2 separate regions of the Hordeum vulgare genome follow, and region 1 is linked to region 2. A link is a contact called in public Hi-C data. All regions are on one chromosome and are shown on one strand. The core of a region is the stretch at or near the end of the contact, and the rest is flanking DNA. Distances in the headings are between cores, read along the strand shown.

The links. A called contact is a pair of places that touch in the nucleus more often than the background predicts.
Region 1: a Hi-C map of leaf shows a contact between it and region 2, with 5 times the contacts expected there. The contact joins the enhancer-like site here to the promoter of LOC123425830 in region 2. A contact is called at or near these places in 2 of 6 Hi-C or Micro-C datasets (leaf and seedling).

What each region holds. Positions count from the first base shown.
Region 1 is chr2H:201,003,615-201,006,520 of MorexV3_pseudomolecules_assembly, reverse strand. No RefSeq gene overlaps it. Among protein-coding and RNA genes, the nearest start is that of LOC123429911, 140 kb to the right of the region's middle. Within about 2 kb of position 1,495, at least 1 of the 3 cell types and tissues checked has open chromatin away from gene starts, as enhancers often do. A contact at or near this core is called in leaf, where this site is marked.
Region 2 is chr2H:200,469,081-200,471,836 of MorexV3_pseudomolecules_assembly, reverse strand. LOC123425830 (putative cysteine-rich receptor-like protein kinase 20) reads left to right here and starts at 1,346. Exons shown (of 7, transcript XM_045109567.1): 1 at 1,346-2,318. The coding sequence starts at 1,649. It overlaps LOC123425831 (cysteine-rich receptor-like protein kinase 6), which reads left to right. Exons shown (of 8, transcript XM_045109569.1): 8 at 1-134. The region is part of intron 1 of LOC123425832 (a long non-coding RNA gene); the gene reads right to left.

The DNA.
Region 1 (2,906 bases), core at 246-2,745, 530 kb before region 2:
GATGATGTCAAATTTAGTTTGAAAGCACAGCAATTTTCTGGAAAAAAAAACTGAGGTGGATTTGCCTTATTCGCCAACTAAACTTGTCATCCTCGCCAAACATAATTTGCCATGAAAAATGTTTGATTTCCATGCCTAAAAATCTGAAGTTCGCTGGATTTGCGGTTCCTATTTCTAACAGTGGTGTTGTGTATGGCTTGTAGAATTACTCTGGAATCAAAAGTGCTCTGCGGGTTGAATCTGGCTTGGTATTCTTTGTGGCATTCTGGTCCCTTAAATACAAACCTTGCCTTCATCTTCAAGTTCATGACAATTCATCTATTCCAAAAGGCTACTCTCCATTCAAAACCATTCTAGCAATAGAAAACATGTCACCAAAGAGAAATAAGTATCTTCATTTGAGAGCCATAAATCACCTTGATCAAACATAGCTCCCTATTTAGAGGCTCCCTAAGTCTACAAGTACACCTTGTTCGTATTGGGGACCAGTTCCGGTAGGGTCTTCAATTCCTTATTCTTCCTGCTATTCTGTTCTTAGCTGCATTTGAACAAATGTGGTTCAAACTACTGCTGAATAAACAAACACCTATCAAGACCATAAATAAATAAAAACTAGAGAAAACACAAGCTGATGAGCAAACAATCAAATGCAGTTCTCAACTACAAGAGCTAAAAGTATGATATACAAGTTCAAAGAATGCACCCTACCTTAAAGCACTACTATTATATAGCTAGAAAGAACTACAGGACATTCACTACCTTAGATAGTACTCCCTCCGTTTCTAAATATAAGACCTTCTAGAGATTACACTATGGACTATATACGAAGCAAAATGAGTGAACGTACACTCTAAAATAAGTCTATATACATCAATGTATAGTCCATATAGAAATCTCTAGAAGGTCTTATATTTGGGAAAGGAGGGAGTACTACCTCTGTTCCTAAATATAAAAGGTTTTGTCAGTTCAGTTTACGCTACGAAAACATCTTATATTTAGGAACGGAGTGATATCATAGTAGGCATCCCATGTAATACAACCACATGACTTTGTGAGCCTTAGAGAAAGTGCCAAATGCTTGCCCATCATCTATCTAATGCAAACACTATTTTAACACATGTGATGGCTTGCCAAGTTATTGTTGATTGCTCAATCACACATCCAAATTGACAGTATATATGATTATTATTTTTCCCAACCATTCTGGCGTGTTCCTTGAAATTCTAGATCTTTTTTCAGGCGTGTTCCTTGAAATTCTAGATCTTTTTTCAGTTGTGACAGTATTCTGAAGAGCACCGACCATGTAGGTGATGCTGGTCTCCTATTTTCTCCAGAGCTTCTGCATCCATAAATATCAAATATTTTGCAGAACATGAAATAGCTCTGAAAGTTGGAGTTCCTGTTATGCTTTTAAGAAATATATGAACGAGCCACTAGGTATTTGTAACGAAAAACGTTTGTTGGTAGTAAGGATTGGAGAGAGACTATTTGAGGGTGACGTTATCACCGGTAGCAATAAAGCTCAGCGAGTTTGTGTCCATAGGATTGTTCTGAATGCTCCAAGCACCAAATGTCTGTTTACCTTGCGTCGTTGTCAGATTCCTGTCCAACTTTGCTATAGTAGGACAATAAATAAAAGTCAAGGGCAGACACTTTCAGAGTTATGTGTTTATCTTCCTAAGACTGTTTTCTCATGGTACTTCTAGCCAAGGATTGAAGTTTCTTATCAAGGATGATCACGGAGATAAAGCAGATGTGACTCAGAATATTTTATACAAGGAGATCATCAATGCACTCTAACTGAATGACTATTTTTTAGGTACTGCAGCAATTGATTTCTATCAGCTTTGCTCTTTTTATTATTTCTATACTAACTGGACAATTTGGATGTTGCTAGGTAATTGTTCAAGTTACGAAAATACCTTAGCCTCGATCCACCCGCATAACACTTAGTGAATCAATGAATGGTAACCCAAAGAATCAAGGTGAAAGTAACTTGGCGAAATTCGGTGCATCCTCAAGAGCGCATTAGTCATTATAAGAAACACCTTCGACTGGTTCTTAGCAAAATGAAGGATTGGGCCACTTGCTGCTCTCTATTACTTGCGTTACTTGTTACCTTATTACTATTTATGTTGCTATCAAACTGTCAAAACTTTTCTTCTACTACCTTTTTAATGTTCAATAATAAGGTGTATTCTTTGATGATTTCTCTGTGTATTCGCTTTAAGTGGTGACTGTGAAGCTCAAAGTCCATAGGGTGTGGTCTATGAAGATCTTGGTGCAATGTTCATTTCGTAATTCCTCGAGTGTACACACAAGTGTTCATCCGTTTTATTTGTCTTTGACTGAGTCCATTTAAAGCTTCAGGAAACAGGAGCTGTCTTTCACTCTGACTAATTTTAGGGTCTGATACAGAACCATGTCTGATACAAAATTAGAAAAGTAGAATTATTTACCTGATTAACAAAGGCTTAAAAGGAATGCCATTCCCGCTCGGTATAACATGAAAGTACGGATCATCGTTATCTAAATTTAAATCTAGAACATCACCCTCTTGCATAGCATAATCTTTCACCAGTCTTTATCAGCCTGACCCATAAAATATACTTCTGTGCTTATTGTGACTGAATTTGATTTCATAAGATGGTCCTCCATTGGCAGAGAAAACTTCTTCCACTGAATCTTTAGCTATGATAACATTCCTCATGAGCTTGCTCACTAAAGTAGCAGTTTTCTGTCTAGCGTCACAAGGAACACGCTGTAAATAAATTTACTGAATTTTCCTATATCAACATGCTAGAATGAATAAAAATCGAGCAGTAGTGTATAGAATACCGACAATGTCAAGAAACGTCTTATAACAAGTACTCCCTTTGTTGTCCACGTCCAGAGCTTCGTTGCAT
Region 2 (2,756 bases), core at 97-2,596:
TGTTGACTAGTTAACTAGACAGGGCATTGTTTGTATTCCATTAGTGGCTCAGAACTTCACCCATTTGTCCTATTCCTGCATATGTAACAAGATTTTCCATCATATGCAATATTCATAATTTGGGACTACAAGAATATACATATCTGTTTCGAAACTACATGGCACTGGAACCAGCACATGACCTGCTAGCTGCTGGGCAGATCAACAAAACCGCCCTACTATCTACCGTCAGATCGTCCTTTGAGATTCAAATATTTCATGTATCTGCACTGTGCAACATTGTAGTCACTGTGATGAACCAATTCATATTTAGTTTGTAAAAATCCATTATAGAGAAGGTATTCTATACTCCCGATACTCCCAACTCTAGAAATCTCATTCCAAAAATATTTTAAAAATTCAACAAAAAATGACAATATAGACAAATTTATGTATAGATCATATAGCAAAACAAATTAAATTGATGGATTCGAAACACACGTCTAGAAACAAAAATGAAAAATATTGATGTGTAATATTTTTTTGGAAAGTCAAACCTTTTAAATTTTATCAATTTTATAGAAAAATTATATCAAAATCCATAATATCAAATCGGTGTTTTTAGATTCAGCATGAAATGAATTTCCATACTTATTTTGTTTAATATTGTGGATGTCGATATTCTTGCTGTAAACTTGGTTAAAGTTGAAGAAATATGACTTTCCAAAAACCCAATACCCGTATTTTGGAACTGATGGAATATTTAGTTTGGCGGGTGAGTGAGATGTTAGCGTGTTTTATTTTTATTTATAGTGCGGTGATTTGGTGGGCCTTTCATGGTGTGATTCAGTGTTATCCGCTAACCAACCTATATTTATGTGGGGAAATTTTAGTGTCGGTGGTTGCATGTACTCTATTGGTGCTACAATATCACATGATGGCGCTTCTTTTTTCTAGGTGGTGGGAGGGTGCGCCATGATTGATATGTTTTTATAGGGCAGTTGTTGCTGATTGTTTTGAAATATCATTGGCCCGATTAAAATCGTAAACCAAATTCAAAATTGAATATCTCAATTGAATGAAAGAGCTTCAAAATTAGGGAATGAATTAAAAAAATGAATGGCAGAGCTTGACAAATTGTTGACCCGGTCAAAATCGGATGATCCAATTCTAAATTGAATACCTCAATTAATTGTGAGACCTTAAAATTTGGAACCATTGTGTATGGTATAAAAGAATTGAATAAGAGAGCTTTGAGAAATTGTTGACCCGATCAAAATCGGGTAACCTAATTCTAATTAAAGAACTCAACTGAATGTAGACTCTTTAAAACAAGGGAACTTAGTGTTATAGAGGATGACAACACCTGTCTGTGTAAATAAAGTCCAGTGCTTAGACTTGGACCAAATTGGAGGTCAAAACCCCAGTCCAGTGCCATGTTTCTCTGCCCTATTTTGCAGGATATGGTGACGGTCACCATCAGTCATCCTGTCAATTTTAAGAGAAATTTCTAACTTAGACCAGTCTGGTCCCAAAGGTCATTTTCGTAAGAACCTTCAACATGTTTACCTCTTGTACACAAAGAGAAGATGTTATTTGCCACTTATTCATTACAGTTTCATGAGTACTTCCACAACGCCGATAGATCACAGACCATTTTCTGAAGTAAATGAGGAGGATGCTACGACTATCTCTCTTAGTTCTCTTCCTCTCCTTCTCGGCTTCGTCGGAAGGTCAGGCACTCTGCAGCGACAACAATGGCGGCATGTACATGCCAAACAGCACCTACAAATCCAATCTTATATCCCTCGCCAAACTACTGTTTGCCAACGCCACAGAGAAGCACTCAGCTACTGGCACGGCTGGCATAGGACCAGACAAGGTCTATGGTGCAGTGCTTTGTCGGGGTGATTCTGATGGCTCCGACTGTCAGAAGCGCCTAACAAAGGCCCTTGATGAAGCAATCAACAGCAAAGCTGGCAACTCTTACTCCCTCCAGAGCAACAATGTGACCTACTACTACGACCAATACCAGGCACAGATAAGCTTCTCCAACCAGGACTTTCTTTCCAACTTCAGCAACATGACCGGGTGCACCGTGAATACTAACCTGAATTCTGTGAGGGCCACTGTAGCCGCCGGGCGTTATGAAGACCTTGTCACCAAGCTGATACATGCGCTTGCTGATGTTGTGGTGAGCCGAGCAGAAAAATATGCAGTCGGCAAAGTGTGGTTTGAGGAGACAGGACAGACGGTGTATGGGTTGGCGCAGTGCATACGGGATATGCCATATGAGCGTTGTGCGGCATGCCTGGATCGCATAATCCCTGACATGCAGAGTAAGATCATTGCTGGCCAGATGGGGGCAGCATTTCTTGGGTTGTGGTGCACATTGCATTATGAGACGGACACACAATTCTTTAACGATACTAAGATGCTGTCGCTCAATGCGCTCCCAAGAAGTATGTTTTCTTGAATGGCTCCAAATTGCATAACATATTTATTCGCTTCATTTTACCATTCAAGTACAACAGAAGAAAATAACTTAGTCTTAAGTATTTTCATTAATAATTTTGGCTTTGAGCCTCATTATCTTGTCTAAGAGGGCATAGATTTGAAACAAGGGGATGTTTGGAAGGATGAGGATTTATGGCCCTCGGGTGCCACACACACCCCTATATGAATATAGCATTAAAAGAAGTATCAGGAAAATTTTAAAAAATCTGGAATTTTGGGATATCAAACCTGGGTGCCCATTGTACACCCATGTTCAGTTT